Regions from separate parts of the Gossypium hirsutum genome. Here region 2 is linked to region 1. A link is a contact called in public Hi-C data. All regions are on one chromosome and are shown on one strand. Each heading gives the region's core, a stretch centred on a gene start, on an enhancer-like site or on the middle of the called end of the contact. The rest is flanking DNA. Distances are from core to core; before and after follow the strand shown. Region 1 holds the start of LOC107920725. Region 2 holds the start of LOC107920256 (ribosomal RNA-processing protein 7 homolog A).

What was found. Hi-C and Micro-C count contacts between places; a contact is called where the count stands out from the background.
Region 2: a contact with region 1 is called in a Hi-C map of leaf, with 1.8 times the contacts expected there. The contact joins the promoter of LOC107920256 here to the promoter of LOC107920725 in region 1. A contact is called at or near these places in 2 of 34 Hi-C or Micro-C datasets (hypocotyl and leaf).

Annotation. Positions count from the first base shown.
Region 1 is chrD13:41,476,133-41,479,471 of Gossypium_hirsutum_v2.1, reverse strand. LOC107920725 reads left to right here and starts at 1,827. Exons shown (of 3, transcript XM_016850560.2): 1 at 1,827-3,339. The coding sequence starts at 1,869.
Region 2 is chrD13:42,150,348-42,153,576 of Gossypium_hirsutum_v2.1, reverse strand. It overlaps LOC107920256 (ribosomal RNA-processing protein 7 homolog A), which reads left to right and starts at 1,672. Exons shown (of 6, transcript XM_016849866.2): 1 at 1,672-1,882; 2 at 1,992-2,129; 3 at 2,651-2,776; 4 at 3,135-3,229. The coding sequence starts at 1,819. LOC107920255 (suppressor of mec-8 and unc-52 protein homolog 1) reads right to left here and starts at 1,566. Exons shown (of 16, transcript XM_016849865.2): 1 at 1,425-1,566; 2 at 1,081-1,291. The coding sequence starts at 1,450.

The DNA.
Region 1 (3,339 bases), core at 578-3,077:
TATGCCACACTTTGAACGTCACAAGTGAATAAATCCATAAACGGATTTAGGGTTTATTCTTCTTGGTCTAGCCCGATGTAATGTCAGTCCGGTCAATCACATTTATGTGCCTATTTTTTAGGAGTCATCCACTTCGATGCTCAACACAAGGCATCTCCCCAATTGAACTTGATAGACGACATACTATTCTTTCTATAAATTTGCTCATTTTCGATTAGACTAAGGACATGTTTAGGTTCATCTACTAATATAAGTTGTGTTTTTGCATTGCAATCCGACCACGCACTACCGCTTAGTATTAGTTAAACATTAGACAACCTGTAAGCTAATATTTGCTTCTATTTTGCTTTACATGCAAAAATCATATGTGAACATTATACAAAAGATATTCATGAATAATTTTATTAACCAATCTGTTCGAAAAAAATTACAAGTGTACATAGACGAAAATATTACACTTAGGGCACAAGATCCAATAATTTAGATACCTCTTATTCAATTAAGCCAATTCATAAAAAGAAATTTATCTTTTTATAATTTTTAAATAAAATTAGAGTTAAATTGATGTAAAATATAACTATTGAGGATTAATTTTATTATTATACCAATAAAAAAACTATTAATTAGTTAACAATTAGGTAAAATGTTTTTTTTGGGAGAAGTAAAAAACATTTACTAACCCAAAAGGAAAAAAAAAGCGCAAAGTTTGCTACATTTGTTTACTCACAAAATAAGTGAATCTCCTAATTCCCCTCTAACCCGCATGGAGTAAAACATCAGAAACATTTAGGGCCAGTTCTTCATTACTTTTGAAAAGTATTTTTGAAAAGTGCCGTGGAAAAGTGCTTTTGAAAAATTTGAGTGTTTGGTATTACTGTCAAAAAGTGCTTTTGAGAAATAAAATGTCTATTTTAGACATAATATTATAAAGTAACAAATACGTATTTAAATAATGTTCAAATTAGTTAATGTTATGATATTTTAGTAAAAATATAAAAAATAATTTATTATAACTTATTGTTAATATTTTAATATATAATATTAATTTTAAATATTTCTAAGTAATTAATATTAATTATTTATTAAATTTAATTAGAATATATAAAATATATTTAAATATTTAAATATAATAATTAAATATTTGTAATTAGATATTGACACAATTGTATTATTTTAAAAATTATTTTTTATTTTTAATTAATACTTTTAACACATTTGTATTATTTTATTTTAAGATGTATTTGAATATATAACTCATATTAGATATTAACATAATATAGAAAACATAAACCTAACAAATTAAAATATTACATATATTTGGATTAAAGTTTTAAAAAGGGATAATATTTATATACCAAATATAAATACTAAAAATTTTAGGAGAAGACAAAGGTTAAAAATGTAAATAGAAGCCAAAAGTACTTTTGGCTGAAGAAAAAGTTAAAATTTTCAACTTCTCCATTTGTCAAAAAATACTTTTTTTAGTTAAAAATTTTTCTGAAATAATGTTTGTTTTTTAATAGTTTTAAGGAAAAGTACTTTTTATTCCAAAAGTCTATCTAGAAGCATTAAAGAAGGCTTAGAGTGATCAAAATAGTTAAGGATGAAATTGTAATTTTTTTGTGGTTGAGTGATTAAAATAAAAGATTTTACATATTTTGTTGATCACTAATGTAGCTTACCCAAAAAGAAAGATTACGTGATTTTGGTTTTGCTGGGTGAGATGGATGAATTGGGATGCCTTCTCAAAGCCAATCCCTTAGCCCATAATTCCATTGGGCTTATTTCCTTTTATTATGGAGGGAGGCATTGCTACAAAATCTGGATTTTTCTTGTTTCTACTACTATTATTACAAAATCTGTTAGTTATGGCGTCAAAATTCCTTCCTTCAAGACTTCCTTTGCCGCTCAACTCTCCACGTTTCCACCGTCTTCCTTCAACCAACAAGACAATGATCCCAATCGCCTCTTTCTCTTCTTCTTCCCCTTCAGCGTCATCTGTAGACAACTCCGTTAGAAAACAAGAAGAAGAAGAAGAAGAGCTGCAAGAAAAGGTAGCTCAAGCCCTCACATACCATCATCAAACGAAGCATGGTTTCGCCAACTATGCCAGAGGACCGCGTGGCCTTGACTGGGCCAATCAACCTAACCCTTTCCGTCGTTACATCTCTGCTCCTCTGCTTCCTCTCCTCCATTTTCCCACTGACAGACCAATAGTTGCGGTGACAGATGATGCTCCTTTGTATTCTTCTCTCTTCCATTCTCTTCCTCCTCCTAAACCCATCTCCCATTCCACTATCTCCCAACTCTTTTTCGATTCTTTGGCTCTTTCAGCTTGGAAAACCACCGGGTTTTCCACTTGGTCCCTTCGGGTTAACCCCAGCAGCGGCAATTTGCATCCCACCGAGGCTTACCTTATTGCCCCTCCTATTCAATCAATCTCTGATTCTCCTTTTGTAGCCCATTATGCTCCCAAAGAACACTCTCTCGAGCTTCGTGCCACAATCCCATCTGGGTTTTTCCCCAACTTCTTTCCTGATAATTCATTTCTCATTGGAATTTCTTCTATTTTCTGGCGAGAAGCATGGAAATACGGAGAACGTGCGTTTCGTTACTGCAATCACGATGTGGGTCATGCAATTGGAGCTATTGCAATGGCTGCCGCAACGCTTGGCTGGGATGTCAAGCTTCTAGATGGGTTTGGATACAAGGATTTGGAGAAGCTAATGGGGCTTCAGTTTTTCCCGGACTTTAAAATACCATCAAGACCAATCAAAGGCAAGTTTCCTGAGATTGAATTTGAGCACCCAGATTGTTTGATTCTTGTTTTTCCTAACGGGAGTAATCCATTCGATGTGAACTATAAGGAATTGAGTTCTGTAGTAAATGAGTTTACGAATTTGGAGTGGAAAGGGAAGTCAAATTCGCTTAGCAAGGAACATATTTGTTGGGACATAATTTATAGGACAGCCGAGGCAGTTAAAAAGCCATTGACGATTCAAAAGGGTGAATTTCTAGTTGATCAATTTAAAAGCAGTGGGATCTGTAGTGAAAACTCTTACAAAGGTTTTACAATTAGGGAAGTTGTTAGGAAAAGGAGGAGTGCAGTTGATATGGATGGAGTAACCGTAATGGATAGGCAAACATTTTATCAGATTTTGTTGCACTGCCTTCCATCAGGGAAGGGGGAGAAGCATAGAAGACAATCAACATTGCCATTTCGGGCTCTCTCTTGGGATGCGGAGGTTCATGCTGCTATATTTGTTCATAGAGTGATAGGTTTGCCCAAGGGATTGTATTTCTTGGTAAGAAATGAGGATCATTTAGAGGAGCTTAAGA
Region 2 (3,229 bases), core at 423-2,922, 670 kb before region 1:
CTCCCTAATCAAAATGCATTGCAGGCTTAAAGCATCACAAACTCCTTCTAATCATAATGATTATCAGTAACCATTCAAATACCTCAACCACACAACACTATAACTTCAACACCATAATTATAGCTGCACTAGACCATTGCTTTTTCCACTTTAGCAGTGTTGTCAAGGGTGCAAGGTGCACTCTAGGCACTTGAACCCTTATTTTGCTCCATGCACAACCCTTATTTTTATTGGTCAATAGACATGATTTTCTTATGTCCATGTCTGTTTTTGAATGCTCGAATACTTAGAAGTATAGAGTTCAATACCATCCCTTTCTTCCTAGTAAAGGTATATCTAATAAAAAAAGTGGAAAAAAAATTAAAGAGAACTTCAATGAGATGGGCTTTTTCTGTTGTATGCCTATTTCCTTACAAGAAAGCGCACCTAGGCTCACCAAGCGTGCACCCGATTAAATTGGCCTTGCCCGAAAGGGAATGAGGTGTTTTCCTTGTCCAATGCTGAGCCATAAGGGGCAAGCACGCCTAGGCGCATGCCTAGACAACACTACACTTGAGTACTACTTATATTTTACATCCCAAGAAGCTACTATATGAAGCAATAAAATTGATAGATGGCAGGTAGACTGTTACTTTACAACTTGCATTTGAGTTCTTAAATGTTGTTGTAACTTATACAGGAAAAAGGCAACTAAGTAGTAACTCAGATCCCATACATACAGCCGAAAGACTCTTGAAGGTTGTGAGCATAAGAGAGCTTAGGGGTGTAATATCTTCATTCAGTGAGTTAATTTAGATAGGGTTGGGTGCATTACGGGTAGACAAGAACTAAAAACGAAAAAGAAAAAAACTTACAAAGAAAAACAACCAATCCAATTCTAACGTAATTGTTCTATAGAGAAAACAAAATCATGCAATTATATTTTAAAAAAGTGAAACACCGACATTTTTTTCTCATTATTTGGAGGAAGTAAAAAGCATCTAGCGAAAGAAACATCAAAAATCACCCTAAATTTCATTCATATAAAGCAATGTGTATGAAAAACTAGTTTCCAGAGTAATGGAAGATAAGAGTCCAAACCTGCTCATATAAGTCCTCCAGTTTATTCCTTGGGAGCTTCAGTTGAGCCACTTGAGGCAAAATGGCATCCCATCTTCCACTGTTAATATCAGCAACAAACGTCTCGATGCTATCTACAGTATTCAGAGAAACCTGACACTCGTTCTGTAACGTTTGAAACGTTTGATGCAAGGAATTTTCTTTGCAAAATTGGAGCACAATCTTAATAACGCTGACCCAAAAGAAGAAGAAAAAAAAATGTAATAACCAAAACAAAACAGAAGTTAGAAATTGATGTCAGCATCTTGAGCATTACCCAGAACCAGAAAACAAGAAAACAGCAAAAGCATAGAATGGAAACGTACTCTCGAGCTTCGATTTCTAGAGTCATGGTGGGAGCCCGAGGGAAAGGATTGAAACAATTTGATGAAGTTTGAACTCCCTGCTTTATTCACATATTTGTAATAATTTGGACCCGTGGCTTGCAGACTTAGGGTTAAACTGTCTGAGGCTTTCGGGTTTAATATATTTAGGTCCAAGTTTATAGTTTTGAACTATCTAAACCCAAATAAAAAGCCCAACTCTTAGCTTATTGCCCTAATAGAGAATTAGAAAGATACCCTTTTCTCTTTTATCTTCTTCACCATTGTCGCAGCTATTTTAAGCTCTATCCCGTTTTTCTACTCTCTTTTATCTTCTTTCACCATTGCAGTAGCAATTTTTAAGCTCGGAATAGAGTTGATTATTTGAAGAAGCACCATGAAGAAGAAGACCAGTAAAGACAAGGCTAATGCTGTTTGTGTTTCCGAAGCTGCTCAAATGAGTAAATATCAATGGAACTTTTTTTTCTACTGATTTGTCTTCAAATGATATTTGCATATATGCAATTAACTCTGTTGCAATGGGTTTGCTTTGTGTGCCGTTGGTTTCAGCGGAGAATTTAGTTGCAACAAAACAAGGGAAGAAAAAGGATAAATTAAGCAAGAAGATAAGAAAAAGCAAAGAGAAAATCAATGCTAGCGTTGGAATTTTTGATAAGCCTGTTGACGGGACTGAAGTTCATCTTCAAGGTGAGACTTTATTTTTAAAAAAATATATATTTAAATGGTGAGAGGAAGATCAAAGACTCCATGGCTGATACTTCTTAAAGCAAGATTAAAAGTTGCCACTTGTAAATAATTTATGGGTTTTTTGTTTGTTTGTTTATAATTTCGTCAACTCTAACATTGCAGACTACATGGCCGATACATTCTGAAAGAAAGACTAAAAGTTGTGAATAAGTGATGGGTTTGCTTGGTTTATTTAAAATTTCGTGAACTATAATATTGCATTTGCTGATTCCATGGTTGATACATACTGAATGGAAGATTAAATGTAGTAAATAAGTGGTTGGTTTTGTTTGGTTTTTTTAAAATTTCATCAACTCTGACATTGCAATTGCAGACTCCATGGTTTGATACATTCTGAAAGCAAGACTAAAAAGTTGTAAATGAGTGATGGGTTTTGTTTGGTTTATTTAGAATTTCATCAACTTTATTATTTGAATTGCGCTTTGATGTTATATAGTCATTTTCGGGTTTTTTTCTTGTAGAAAAATTTAGAAAAGACAGAAAAAAGAAATCAAAGGGGCAATTGTTGGAAACGAGTAAAGGAGCTAATCAGGATGAAGTTTATGAAATACCTTCGGGAGATGACGACTGCTCAAAAGGCATGAAAAGTATGAAACTGGTGACTTTCCTTTAAATATTTTAAGCTTTTGGTATTATAGTAGAGAGAAACTTCTGCAGCAATATTGTTTTCCATCACATTGAGGCATATATATTTTTAATTTTGCTCTAAAACTTATTAGTTTAAGTCTTTATTTCCTTTTTTGTTTAGGATTTGCATCACAGTACTTGGTATAGAAATTGTCGAACTTGTAGCTAAAATCAGTTTCTTTTTTTTTTTTTTTAATATGAGTTAGCATGCCTTTTCTTATCTGGGTTTTAGTTTTATTGTTTATTTTAAGGTTGTTGGTTGATAGACAAGTTTTTCATTCTATAGACAGTTGATGGACAAGTTTTCTTAAACTGCAGAATGGCTTACAGACTACCACCGAAGTAGGCCTGGCTTGAAGGTACTGCAACAAACGATTGACGAGTTTATATTTGAGCACGAGGCAAAACTTGAT